2 separate regions of the Takifugu rubripes genome follow, and region 1 is linked to region 2. Evidence: chromatin contacts called from public Hi-C data. All regions are on one chromosome and are shown on one strand. Each heading gives the region's core, a stretch centred on a gene start, on an enhancer-like site or on the middle of the called end of the contact. The rest is flanking DNA. Distances are from core to core; before and after follow the strand shown. Region 1 holds the start of klhl29 (kelch like family member 29). Region 2 holds the start of atad2b (ATPase family AAA domain containing 2B).

Region 1 (7,402 bases), core at 986-3,485, 180 kb after region 2:
CTACCTCCTCTGCCCGTGGTCACAGCTCAGGTTATTTACACATCTCAAACGATGAGCCCACCACCCTGCAGTTTCGCTCTCCTTTTTGGGGGGGAAATAAATAAAACCGGTTCAAGATAAATCACTGTAATTTGCCGTGCGAGCCATCATGAATTGGCCTTTGCTAACAGGATAACCGCCTCTGGGTAATTTGTAAATTAATTCCTAGGGCCAACATGGTTCCCCAGACCAAACTAAATCACATTTGATATATGAGAGGATTATCCCCGTTTGAGGTACGGCGGTGAAGCTTTTGACAAAACGGAAAAAGAGACAGTTCCACAGAGGCAATGCTTGCTGCACCACAACACAACGCAGATGCGATTCTTCATCGGAACATCTGCCGAGACAAGAGGACCCCTGCTCGATGGCACCCAGGCACCGAAGGTAAACGCGCTGTTTTACCTCAGCGAGTACAGAGCCCGCCGTCTGTTCAGGCAGGGATTGGACTAAAGCTCTTAATCCCCGCCTCGATTCATGACAGCCTGCTAGGTTTTAAAATGTCATCAGCAGGGAAGTGTGTCCTGCCCCAGCTCCACATGTTCTTCTCATTAACGGCATAACAACTCCGGGGAGCATCAGTTCACATCAGGAGCACATCAGAGTCAAGCCAGGCTGGTGTACATCTCTATACTCTATCCCAGCATGTCATTCCTGGCACTTGTAAACAGGCAGCGATGCCAAATCAAGGGAGGATTGACAAGTGTGTGTTGTGGCTGTGCCAGTGCACAATAAACTGTGTCTAAATTCAGAGCAGGGATGGGATGTGATAACACTATGATCAGTCCCAACCTCATTCTTCCATCAACACGTTCTCACTTTACAGAAAATAAATTTAACACGATGCCTCATGGACAACTGGCAGCGCACGGAGATGGATGGATTCAGGGTTCATCTGTTATTTTCTGCCCAAGTGTCAGCTCTGCTTCACCGTAACAACACATGGGACCTGCGTTCTTGTGCGCGGGCACGTACAGCTGCACGATATCATAAATGCTCCTCGTAGATCATGAAATAGCTGATGTGAAAAATGCCGTTTTGCACATGAATTGAACTGTAAACGACGAGCGAGTATAAAAACACTATTTTATTAGCGTTAAATTCTCACCACTCGTCGCTTAAACGCGTAAAAGTTTCTTAGGGCACCACTCGTTCAATCCATCTATCTTATTTTTAGCCGTGACAGCGTCCCAATGATCGAACTACATGATTTCCATCTTTTCTGAACCTTTTTGGTTTCTGTCACACGCTCAAGTTTTTTCTTTCGCGGGAGCGCTTGCGCACAACGAGAGCGCAGCACGCACCATTTGGTGGGCTCTGGTCCTCAACAAGGGGATGGTCGTGGAAGTGATGATCCACCTCGTTCTTGGCAGGACAGGTGCCCGTGTTCCACCTGAACTAACGCGATGCGGGTCAAAAAAATAAACCCGAGCGAAGGCAACGTGTGCGCGGCTGCCGTGCTCACCTACGCCGACTGGAGCGCTTACCTCTCCGGCCGCTCGCTGCTCCCGTTTCCCCGGCTTGCGTCCTTGTTTCGCTACGGCGCCGATTATGTGTGGAGTCTGTCTTTATCCCGCAATGACTGCTGTTGCATTTTACAGCCAAATTAACAACGGTGCGCACCGGTGAAGGCTGCGTGTCGGTCGGGAAGTGGCCCGTCTTGGCACCTCTCCGCACGCCAACTACGAGAGTGGAAGCAACTTGGCAAACGCGTCTCGCTGTGCTCACTGTACGGCGGCGGATCTGAGATGTAAGCGGCTGGTCGGACGGACTGGCACACCGTGTAGCCACTTTTCTCCCAGTGCTGCTCCTCCCCTTTCACTTTGTTGCGTTCAGCCAGGCCTTACGGCGCCTCCCACCCGTCACCGAGCGCAATTGCATGCGCCAACAGAGACGTATTCTCAACACAGCCCCCAGTATAAACAATAAAACCCTTCTCACAGATGGCTCTGACTGATCCGGCTCGTACAGGTGCAGATTTGGCGTAATTTGATTGCCAGATTGGCCAAGAATTCAAATAAACGTTTTTATTTTTTAGACTTGCACTTAGTGTAAAACCAATTTCCACAACCATTCCATCAATAAGAGCTTCTTGCACATTTAAAAAAAAAAAAAACAGGCACAAATGTGCTGTAGCACGAAGCTTGCTGATGCTGTGTTGCTGTAGTGCTGTAGTGCAAGGCTGCTTTTCTGCTGCTACCTAAATGCAAGTAATTACATTCATTTGCATCCAGGTTGTAAATCAGAGCCTGATTAGAGGACTAGAATGGAAATCACCTGGGCTCTTTCTCTCCCCCCCTTCTCGCTGCATCCAACCAGTCTAAAATCAATGTCCTCTTTTGCTTTCCTCAACACTTTTTTCATGCTCAGGCCTGCGCCATGGTGTGCCTTTCACGGCGCATCAGGACCTTTTCCATGACAGGTCCGTGAGTGATTATGTTGCAGATTTGGTTCCATTTAGTCAGTCAGACCCTTTAGTTGCACAAAACAGCTCCTTGACTCTATTTACCTCCTGGAAACAGTTAATTACTATAATTCAACACTTGTGATTACTGCAATTTATTACCAAGTCTGATGCCCTAAGAAAAAAACAACCCTTTCTTTTGACTTATCAGAATTTCTATCGCGTTAAATGAAGCAGAACCTTTGGGTATAGAAGCAGCTGCTTTCTTCTTTTATCACAACTCCCACACATAAAAATACACTGACTCAAACACTGGGAAATGCCTGAAGTCTGTCTATCATTTGCTTTCAGCTTAATCAATGATGATTAGGGTTATTTGGTTAGCAATGACACCAACTGCCTCTTGCTGCAGAATCAACTGGAAAAGCTTATCTCCAGTCATCTGGCTTCCAAGGAGCTTCAAAATATCTTCTCTTATCCGCTCAATTGCTATTATGCCAGTGAAACTAGGTGTAGAATCAATTCTATTGATTTGTGGGTGTAATCCCTCGTTTACATCTCACACAGGTGTTTTTATTATCTTTTTCTATTTAATCCTGCTCTTTAGGAACGTGTGGGAACGCCGGTGTTGTTCGACATCATCACAGTTGTGTTTGGTGACCGCCTTCTCACCTGGAAGCCAGCGCAATCGATTTTGAAATTGTTTTGATGGCATTTTATTCCCGATGTGACTGATTTGGAAAACCTCCCGCAACAGTAGGAAGCGCACGGTCACTAACGTCCTAAATGTGCTCCCATTTCTGTGGGTCGCCCCTGAAAGCTCTAACAAGAGAATGACAGCTGCCAGGCGCATGAGGAAAATGTGTGAAATGGTGACCTGGCATGTGTGAATGGTCCAATCTGAGCAGAAGTCCGGATATGGCCGGATGGATGGGCTGAGAATAAACATTCACCTCAGTCAAAGTTAAGCAGATGCGCTGAGAAAAGCTCGGTTAAAACACCAGAGAGCTCCCTGCTCCCGAGACTCTCGGCATATCATCAAAATGTCACACTCGGCAGAATAGATAGCTGCTCTTATTAGAGGTCAAGTTCTATTTTGCAGGAATCTCCCCAAGTCTCCCTGCAGAGCCTTGTGGCCACGGCGGCCTGTGACGTGAGGTGCGTCACCGTGTCTTCGTTTCACGTCCAGCCATGAGAGCCTAATTTGAGCGGGCACTTCCTGGTTTGAACAAAAGATGAATACAAATTTCCATCTGCGATCCTAGTTTTATGGAATTCATAAAAATGAGTATGTTCAATGCTGTGGGACTGACTATGGGTAATATGACCTAGAACTATAGAAAAGAGGAAGACAGTGATGCTTCAACTCAACGTCTTAAGGCCAAGATGTTGACATTTTTCATACTCCATCAAGGGAGATGGAAGTGATATTCAACCATACACTAACCTATAAATGTTTATAAAAATATTGACGTGGGCACAAGAATTTGCTTCATTGCGTTTTCTACAGTAGCCCAGAGTGGATAAACAGAGCTGAATATGAAGCCTAGTAACCACTACAATCAGTTCATCCGCTCCAGAATCTGCAACGAGCATCTGGACCAACCGGAGGTGTCGGTGTGGAGGCGGTTGGAAGAGCATGTTGGTCAAAGCACCGGAAACGCAGTCAGAGATGCAGCAAAGGCTGCAGACACCAGCTCACCGTGGACAAATATAGACGTGGCGCTCTGACCACAGCGGGGGGAGATCACCATGAGGGCTGCTCTGACATGTCTGAACTTCCAGTCTGGAGGAGATTTCCCCAGACTCCGTGCAGCGCCCGCGGTGAGGAGGAGGGAGCCGTGATGGCTCTGCCAGGCAGCCGTGGATGCTGGTGAGGGGCCACGGTGGGCTGCAAAACCCGGAGTGGATTACTCCTGAGTCTGGCTGAAGAAGAATCTCCAATGAGGTTGAGTTGGTATATAAAGGATTAAAAGATGCTGGATTTTAGTGTGAGTGGATCTGCAGGGCCGTGCTGCTCCCAGCCTTCACCACCACCTCTATCTGACTAAATGGAGCCAGTAAACAAGTGGAATTGGGCTCCAATTGGAAATGCAATGGTCTTCACCCATGAGTTTATGTCATCCTCCTATTTGAGATTTTGTTGTAATTTTAGCTAATCTACATAAAAATCTGTTTGTGGAATAACAATGAAAATCATCGAGAAAGCTGTAAAAATGTCTCTCCGATTTGTTCCATCAGAGATATTATTTCTTCATTTTGTAGCTGCCGTGAAAAGCGGCCGTGGGTAAGCAGCTGACAGGGAGTTAATTGGAGAAGCATAAAAATTGATTTACATTGAAGTTGGAAAAAAAGGATAGAATCAATAATGACTGTAAATATGTGCAAAGTTCTTTTTTGTATGAAAATCCACACACAGCTTCTCATGTAAAAGTAAATTAATGTTTGCCCCCATAAATGTATGCGAAACATAATCAATTTCATTTGGTTAAGAGGGTTATTATATATGAAGATTGAAACTGGGTTTTTCATTTGTCTTTCTGAACTTCTGAATTTACATGTGGGTTTAATGGATTACATAAATCCATTACAAATCTGTAAAACTGGGTGATTCTGGGTGATTCCAGTCTTGAGAGTTCGAGGCGTCTGCTTTCTAAAAAGCTCAATTCCAATGTATATTAGACTTTTTGATGTTTTATATTATCCTCTTACAGCACTAATTCCATCCCATCTTCAGCAACAGTAGAATATAAAATAAACCCAGTTTAAGTTGAGTTGGAGGAAAGAGGAGAGTCAACACATTTATTCTATTAGAGGGAAATGAGCCAGACAGAGAGTCTGTGTTTATCCATTATGAAATCCATATCTGTCTAGAAATTAAACACTCTAACTTCTGTCTCCGTGCGCTGCTCACCGAGGGTCTGATGGCGAAAGAATTTGCTTTTGAAATGATGAATTAGCTGTTGTGATGCTGCGATCAGGCCAGGAAAATCAATTAATGTTAGCATCCTCGAAATGGCATCTTCAAACGTGAAGAAGAAAAAAAACAAAGGAGGCAGAGTCGAGGCAAATTCATATTCTGGATGACTCCTCGTCTACGCAGAGATGGGCGCAGCGGTGCCAAGTTTTAAGAAATGATAATGTTGAGCGGGGGGGTGCTTGAGTGGAGGTGCTCGGCCTGCATTAAATCATAATGACAGTTATCCTGCCCAGTCTCTGAAACGACCAGAGCGGTACTCGTCTCCTCTTTTGATCTTTTGATGAGTTCTCCTGTCTAACACAACTTCCTCTACTTCAGGTCCATCACAGAACAAAAGCAGCCGAGCGGCAGCCATCTTAGCGGTTATTCCCAAATGTCCCTTAAACACAACTCAGCTCAAACCTGGATGCTCACGCTGCTGCGGCGCTCCTGGAAAACCAAAACAATTAACGGGACTGACTCTGCTGGAGATGACCACCGACCCGCACGCCGCTGCCGCAGGTGGCCAAAGCCTCTCCTCAAATTAACAAGTCTAATTACATCACAACTCAGCGGAGCTCTCTGGCGTTCGCCCGCGTTTCCGAGGGTGCGATTTAAAAAACACACACACACACAGCACAAAAATAAACAGGAGCCGGGGAGAAAATTGAATTTCAGGCTTTTGCTTGTTCACGGGCAGAGAAGCACTGTGATTGAGGGAAAGATTTTGGTCCAGACTGGAGCGCAGATTTGTCCTTTTCTGGTAAGTTTCCTTTTATTCCTATTCAGGGTCAGGAGGGGTGCCAGGGGCCATGCCTGCAGCCGAGAGGTGAGAGGCAGCCAGGTCTGGATAGGTCACCACTCATCACAAGACACTCACACAATTTAGAGTCTAAAACCGCCTAATGTGCATGTTCTGTGCCTGTGGGAGGAAACAAGTGAAAACCAGAGAAATCCCTCAACTGGAGAACATAAACTATGCATAAAGAAGGTCAGGGCCCAGCCCAGTCCAGAAGCTCTGGTTGTGAGGAGAATGTGACGAAGATTCTCCAAAACTCAGAACATAATCTACAAATGGAACCTGCATCAATCTATCACTCAGGAGCCCAGAAAGTTTGATCTTTAATCTGCATGGCTGCCCATCACAAAGCCAGTATTTCCAGTTAGGAAGTGAGCGACTGGTGGAAGGTAGAACACTAACAGAGGCTTCCTGGGAGCATCAGAATGGGTGAATGCACAGATGAGGGGATATAAGTGATCAAAATGTTGCTGATGACTAAAGTCTGCGTTTATACTCTGGGTCTCTGAGGGGGGAAAACAACTCTTGTGCACAAAAAGGAAGGATATTCCTCAGTTTTCCACTTACAGATGAACGCATAATGCTCAGGATCTGCAGAGAAATCCTCTCCACAGCGCATACTTTACAGAGAAAATCCAGATTACAAAGCAGCAAAGGTTTAAACTGATTAAAGCTTGTACGAGAAACGTGTGTGTGCATGTGTGTGTGTGTGTGTGTTTTTACCAAACTGTAAAAATGTGCAGGGAAAATCTGTCGTTCAGAGACAGGTTACATTCTCCTCAGTGGTTTATTGCAGAACTCAGCCTGAACAAACCTCAGCTGTGCACGCCTCACAGGTTTGATCTGAAATGAGAGCTCCGTGCTGTTGTCTCGGCTCTCCCCCCCTCCTGCCTCTCTTGTACATTAGTATGGCGCAACACAACCTGTTTCACCCAATTATCTCTCCCACCGGGCACAGTTGGGCAATTTGGCTCAGGCCAGACTCTGATTCATTGAGCCAGATGATTTAAAGCTTTTGGGGGACACAAGTCAGCCCGCCAGGACTGAGACGGCGGATGTTCTGCAGCACGAGCTGCCCTGTGAGGGTTGCAGAGACAGCAGCATTACAGTGTGACGGCACCTCCAAAGCCAGGCAGGAAAATCACGGATGGGGATCAGAAAGCAAGACGACGGAGTAGATTTGAGTAATTAAATAAGGATG
Region 2 (7,325 bases), core at 402-2,901:
CAAACATCATGTTGGGATTCTGACCAAGTGAAGTCCAAATACGGGGCATCTCCAAGGAATTAAATATTATACATCTGTCTGTGGCCTTATGGTAAAGATAAAATCAGGTCATAACTATTTAAGACTAACAAATGTGTTTTTGACCAAATAATAGTTACAAAATAAGACTCTAGAATTACTAAACACTGAACCAGTAGAGCAATGAAAACCGATGACACAATAAAGCATTTCTAGTCTCTAAATTTGGCACATTATCTTTAGACAAGAGCTTTCCAACACATGTTTGAATCAATTCCAAACCCTTGTCATCATGTTTTGATATATTTTCACTCACCCTCTTTTGATGGCATCCAGGAAGTCTTGATTCTCTGGAACAGAGTAGCTACGAAACTCCTCATCGTTTACTGTGAACCCATCCTTCCACAGCCTCACCACCATCTCGACCTACGCTTAAGTCAACAAATATATCAAGGCAGGACACGAGGGCATACAAAAGTTAACAAATTATTCATAGAGGGTACAAAGCGGTTCTGATGGTTATGTATGTATAAATAACGCACTATTAAATGGGAAATGTGATATTGCAAGTTATTCCAAATTTCAATGTAATCTTTTCGGGCACAATATACTTGTTGCTATACTGTATAAATGTGTCCCTCAGTGCCTCACTTGTTCTTCACCTAACTGCTGCCAAATCATTAAAAATCAAAGTTTTGAAAAGTAACTCAGTCTGTTGGGGACTGGGCTGAGAAGCAGAGGGTTCTTGGTTTGAGACCCAGTGGAGACCAAACATGGAAGGTTCACAGAATCTGGAAAAAAAAACCATTAACAAGTTATTGTCGAATTGTCTCTGACCTTTGCCCCCGAGGCTTCATAGCAGATCTTCTCCACCTCATCAAGGAGATCCTCCACAGAGAAACTACGGCTCATTGGGGCTTCCTCTTCATTTTCTGTGCTAGCAGACATTTAAGAAAGGAAACCATCATGGAAGGCCTTCACATGAACACACTAACTCACAGCGAGATCAACTTGCCATCACTCACCAGTTTTCAGCTTCCTCCCCACTCACAGTTTCACCTTCTTTCATGACGTTTTGCAGTATCCATCTATGAACACAAACAAGGCCCATCACCTTCACAGCCCATTTGAGATCTCTTTGCACTGTCGCCTTTTTCATCATAATTTTTGACCCTTTTGGACAACAACACTATTCATCCGCTGACGCCAACTAAAAATTATATAAGATGGTGTCAGACAGCTACAAATCAAACAAGAGAGTGCTATGGAGAATAAAACGCCGCTTGGCATCATGATATGCATGCCTTTAAAAAACCCTTTTGCATGGCAGTATTAGGATTAAGGCAAACGGTTTATTTACCAGATGAATAATTCCGAGCTGCACACCTCCGACCACGACTTTAGCAGCGCGACTCTTTCTGCTGAGCAAACGTTTAGCAGAAAGTGTCGTAAATCGCATCATTTTGCCGCAGTTGTGCTGCCGAGGCTCAGCGCTGCCGTAAATCAACAGGAGGCTGTTTCTTTTACTCAAATCGACAAGTGTTGGCCTTTTAATTTTTTTATTTCTGAAATAGGTTTTAACTCGACTTATATAAACTCTTTATCACTGTTATTGGTGACCTCAAGAAGAATAGAATAGAATCGATTAGAATAAACTTTATTAGCCCGAAGAAAATTGTTGGGCAGAGTTGCAATTGTCAAGAAACAAAAGCTTCAAATGATGTCAACATGCGCTGTAAACTGATAATTACAACTTTTGAAAAACTTAGTCTAACAGATCGGACGCAGGGAGACAGAGGGGATACAGAATAAAACAATTATAAAAGCAACATTGTTGCAGTTTATACGCGAATGTATGGTTTTATAGTCAAATGTCAATATTCAGCTGTACATTACAGCCAACATCGCGCACCATTCACTTGTAGTAAATTTAGTATTATTAGTGTTGTGTGTTTACTAAGTAAAATAGAGAGAAGAAGAGAGAGAGAGAGAAAGAAAGAGAGAGGGAGAGAGAGAAAGAGAGAGAGGAAGCAAGCAAGCTAGAGAGATGGCGCCTCGGTGCTGCGCTCACTGAGGCAGTGTTTGGAGCCAGCTAGGGAGATTCAGTAAGGGAGAACAAAAGGAAAAATAACATGGTGAACACAAGGAACAGCTCAAGACCGGGAAGCGGTGCCTTCATCTCTTCGAGGACGAGGTCGTCGTCGAAAATTTCGGACGAACACGTAAGCCGGTTTCCTTTCTTTGCCCAACCGGCGAGCTAGCTGATTCTGCTACTTGGCTAAATAGCTGTAGCCGTGGCCTCAAGGTGCTCCACACAATCTATCATTCCCTGCAAAGTGTGGCCACAGTGGGGCTTGACACCCATCCAGTGACACAAATGCATAACAGAGGATTTACATGCACCACCCCATTAAACAGTTTTTCGCATTAAACTTGTTGTTGAGCTGTCCATTTACAAGCTAGCGTTGTCAACTCCAGGCTAGCCCCAACTTGAGTTCCCTTTGTGTTTGGCTATTTCCCCGTCTGGTTGTTTCACTGTTGTACAGCGCACATGGGCGTTCTAAATGAAGACAACCGTCAGAACCACAGGAGGGATTCGTCGAGGCCTTTGCTTTGTCCCTTCGAAAGCACTGACGCGCATTGTTTTGACAGATAAAGAGAGAAAACTGTGAGTTAACGCAGGTTGTAGCTAGCCCGGCAGCCATCTCTCATAGTGGGGGAAGGGTTCAAAACAGTTGGCTGGCTCTTGTCCCGTATTAGAAACTCTGAACTTGGTGAACCTTCGGGGCTAACTGCCCTAAAGACCTACATTACACGGTTTCACAACAGATGCGCTCAACTCGGCATTATTCGTTTATGTGTCGAGGTCCACTTTTTATTTCTTGTAATATCATCGAGTTAATGCTCTAAGTTTGCTCCCTGGGTGACTGACAGTCCCCGAATGTAAACACTTCCATATCTGTCTTTGACAAAAGTCGTCAGAAACATTGAGAACAAAAGAATATTCTCACAGATGTGAAACTTGGATAGTCGTGTAGGTCCAACTCCAACCTGCTTTGTTAAGTGACCATCTAAAGTTACAAACTGACAATATATTAACAAGTAGCCAATATTGACATTCCAGCCTGTGTGTTTGCTCATAATGTCACCAGGATTTTAATGTCATGCAATTTAGATTCACATACCGTAAGCTACAAATCTATCCCATTATTTATTTCTCGATGTAGCTATTTATCAGCTGAAGTGTTTTTAGAAAATGTGTCGAGAATCTGTCTGTATTTCCTTTGGCAATAATGTCTGTCCTGACACGCTTCCCTTCCTGTCTGTAATTGGTGTAATGTTTATTTGTGGACCAGAAGGAACCCAGTAGCGATGCAAGTACTCCCAGCAGCCCGCGGTTGGCTCCTCCTTCCAAGCGTACACGCAGAGAGATCGCCTCCGAGCCCAGCTCCAGCGATACCTCGCCGTCCCCTCAAGCTAAGGGCCAGAGAGTCAGCTGGGGCATTCCATCTTACCGTACCAGGTCAGCTATTGACAAATGGTTGTTTTCTATTTATGATTGCATGTTTGTGTCTTGCACATGTTCCCTCATAAGTGCATCTTAGGGTGTTTTAGTCAGGTTCCTGTTCATTTCTGCTAGCTTAGGGGACTGCTTTAATGATCCCACACGCTGCAATCCAAAATGCAGATAATGCATTAATATAACCCACCTAAAGATTCATTACTGAGCTTGCAGCAGTATTCTCCTTCAGAAAATTCAGTTGTTTTATTTTCTAGTATTACAGTAAACGGTAGCATTTTGTGAATACCACTGCTTTAATGTCAGCCTGGTCCAACCGTAATTATTATTGTCATGTGTTCTCTCTAAAAACATAACTTGTGAGTCATTTTTGTTTTGGCCCTTCATACATGCATGTACATACAGTAACGTGGCTACTCTACTTCTAGGTTGTCTTCTCGTATAATGCAGAACGGACATGGTAAAGTCATTTGTTAATATTTGCACTTTTTGAAATCTGTACACCACCATTTTTTAAAGAAACCATTTGCCTTTATTGCCTTCTTAATTCCTATACCTGCAGGCCATATGAACCTCCGGAATGAGGAGAGTAAAGCAGGAGATCACTCCTGCATGAATGGTCATGTGGAGCTGAAGAGGAGCTGTCGGGTGAGGAAGAGCCAGTTTGCACAGCTTGATCAGAGCCTGCTGTTTGACCAACTGGTCAACAGGTAACCTCTAATCCTGTTCCATTGATGAATAAGTGAATGCCCTGACCTTACCAGTCCACTGTGGGTCTTGTGTTGCCAGCACTGCTGAGGCTGTTCTGCAGGAAATGGACAACATCAGCAGCATCAGACAGAACCGCGAACTGGAGCGGCTTCGCATGTGGAATGGAGATACTGAGGAAGTGAGTGCCAATCTGTTCTGTTAGATTAGCATAATGGACAAATATGCAGCGCCACTATCTGAGAATATGTTGATTAAAGGATTAATGTGGTTAATTTCTTCCCCCCCCCCAGGAAAACATGGACATGTATTCCAAAGTGAAACGCAGGAAGTCTCTACGCAGGAACACATACAGCATGCAGGCACACCATAAATCCATCAGCAAATCGGACCAGGAGGAGGAAGAAGAGGAGGAAGGCACAGAAGGTCAGATTCACATTACTGTTCTTCGCAGAGTAAGATTATGCAGAAAGAGGCAGCAGCATCATCGGCTGCCTCAACATAAAAGTCTGGAGTCAGTTGCCTCAAGGGTTTAGGGTTAATCCTTTTAACAGCTTAAATTTGTAGTATTCTTATCTCACGCGTGATAACTGCACTTGTCATGCTCAGATTCCCATGGTGAGGAGGAAGAGGAGGAGGAAGATCCCGAGGATGACGAAGACGATGAAGATGACGAAGGCGATGAAGCAGAAGAGGCGGGAGAGGAAAATGACCGACCGTACAACCTGAGGCAGCGGAAGACTGTGCAGAGATATGAAGCACCTCCAATTGGTATTTGCTAATTAGGTTTAATTTCACATTTCTCTATGTGCACTTTACAGACGCTTCATTACAGAAGTGTTCAATTGTGTGATCATTTTCTTTGGTCTGCTTCTTCAGAGCCTGTGAACAGAAAGCAGAACAACCCCTCAGTTTTTGACACCCACAGGTCCCCAGCAAGAAGAAGCCATATAAGGTTGGTGGGAATCTTTTGGAAAAGTACCGTCCAATCTGATGTGAATGGTCTGAATGTAATATTATTATTACACTTCAGAGTGAAGAAACATGCCATTCACAGCAGTGACACCACCTCATCGTCTGATGAGGAGCGATTTGAGCGGAGAAAAAGCAAGAGCATGACCCGGGCAAGGAATAGGTAATGGTGCATCTGTCTTGTGTGTTCATCTCTTTTCTTTTGAAACTTTAAAAAAAAAAAAAAATCCCAGAAGTGTCATACATCTTAACAGCCAGTAGATGGTAGTAAGATTCCAAAATTATACATCATAGACAATTATTGCAAGGCCTTATGATCATGGGTGGGCCACATATTTGGTTTATTGCCTTCATTTTAATAATTTATTTGATTATTTTACGAGCACAAACGTGCTTGAAAGTTCATTTGTAGTCGCCATCATCCATATCACCCAAATGTTTCATGGCCATTTTTACCTCAGTCAGGTGCTCGAGATTATTATCCCTCTACTTTTGGGTGTAAAGAGCTTTCTTGGGACAGCCGCACTGATATGCAATCACGGTTGTAGACAGTATAACGCAATCATTTTCCATCGTATTTCATGATGCACACGGTTTTGCACATTCACAAGAGCGACACTATTGGAACAGACCCTTTGTTTCTGTCATTGGGAACAACTGTGAAACTATTCCAATTACTTGCCAAAGTGGCTGCTGTGAAAATGGCCAATCTTAACACCTCCCATTGCACAGCCAATGCAAATTTAGTCGATTTCTTGCTCTTTGGTCAGCCACAACTTCCGTCGCCTTGACCCGAACTAAGACTTTGGGAAAGCTTTTTTTAAAGCAGCATTTTTTCGGGCAGGCAATCGCTCCAGAGCACAATACTGCCACTTCCATACTTGCAATGTGTTTATTGTTCAAACATTTGAGTAGTGACACCAGAGAACATTTTGTTTCAGATCTGACCTCACGACCTTCCTCTCGTCCGGAGTGAGCTTTTTCTGTAATCATGTGATCAACAGGAAACTTTGGTTGAGCTTTAAAGTGCTACATCATCGTGGTTAATGGTCAGGTGGATACCGATGCCTGACATTCATCAGCTTTAGGTTCATTGCAATCTTCCTTTTTGTTTTGACAGTCATGAGAATCTTTTCTTTCTTTACAACAGTTTTTCTCAGTATTTATACCCTCAATATACAATCACATTTCTAAATGTTTTCAGATTAAATCTATCATCAGATAGTAGTTCACAGAAACCTGAAGGTTGTTGTTTGAGAACTTTCACACATTCCCATTTTGTACCTTAATGATAATACTCCTGTTTTCCCCCAGATGTTTACCCATGAACTTAACAGCAGAAGATCTGGCCAGTGGGGTGCTGCGGGATCGGGGGAAAGTGGGTGCCAGCTTGGCAGACGTGGATCCCATGAACCTTGATACCTCTGTTAGTATCTGAATCTTTAATTATTCCTTTCTGGAGCTCTCTACTTATGCCTGACAGCTAACTTTTTACTTACACAGACATCTGTCAAAGGTTTAGATTTGAATTCTAATCATATGTGTTTTCTCTCAGGTGAGATTTGACAGTGTGGGTGGACTCAGCAATCACATTCATGCGCTCAAGGAAATGGTTGTGTTCCCGCTGCTTTACCCTGAGATCTTTGAGAGGTTCAAGATTCAACCCCCCAGGTGAGATAATGGGGCATCTCTTAGCTTTTCATTTAAACTTTGGCATTTTGTTGTGAGTTTTTTGTGCAGGGATTTTTTCCCCCATTTCATTTAATGTTTCACTTTACCTTTATCAATTTTCTTCTGTATTTTAGAGGATGTTTATTCTATGGACCCCCAGGGACAGGAAAGACTCTTGTGGCACGGGCGCTTGCAAATGAGTGTAGTCACGGTGACAGGAAAGTTTCATTCTTCATGAGAAAAGGAGCAGATTGCCTCAGCAAGTGGGTTGGAGAATCAGAACGGCAGCTACGTTTACTCTTTGACCAGGTGAGATACTGATTTAACTGTCCAGACAGGTTTCCAGACTTATCATTGCTGCTGTCATCACTTGACCTCCAGTACTTTGATTTGTCACCAGCTTTCATGTTTAACTGCCCCCCCCCCTTGAACATCA

The links. A called contact is a pair of places that touch in the nucleus more often than the background predicts.
Region 1: a contact with region 2 is called in a Hi-C map of an unstated tissue, with 5 times the contacts expected there. The contact joins the promoter of klhl29 here to the promoter of atad2b in region 2. A contact is called at or near these places in 2 of 2 Hi-C or Micro-C datasets (muscle and an unstated tissue).

The regions. Positions count from the first base shown.
Region 1 is chr16:5,859,204-5,866,605 of fTakRub1.2, forward strand. klhl29 (kelch like family member 29) reads right to left here and starts at 2,236. Exons shown (of 17, transcript XM_011611911.2): 1 at 1,527-2,236.
Region 2 is chr16:5,679,064-5,686,388 of fTakRub1.2, forward strand. atad2b (ATPase family AAA domain containing 2B) reads left to right here and starts at 1,652. Exons shown (of 28, transcript XM_029849957.1): 1 at 1,652-2,240; 2 at 3,378-3,541; 3 at 3,967-3,998; 4 at 4,101-4,248; 5 at 4,328-4,427; 6 at 4,540-4,672; 7 at 4,856-5,017; 8 at 5,126-5,201; 9 at 5,280-5,381; 10 at 6,533-6,644; 11 at 6,774-6,889; 12 at 7,024-7,198. The coding sequence starts at 2,151. ubxn2a (UBX domain protein 2A) reads right to left here and starts at 1,488. Exons shown (of 7, transcript XM_003971578.3): 1 at 1,379-1,488; 2 at 1,044-1,106; 3 at 856-955; 4 at 335-444. The coding sequence starts at 1,087.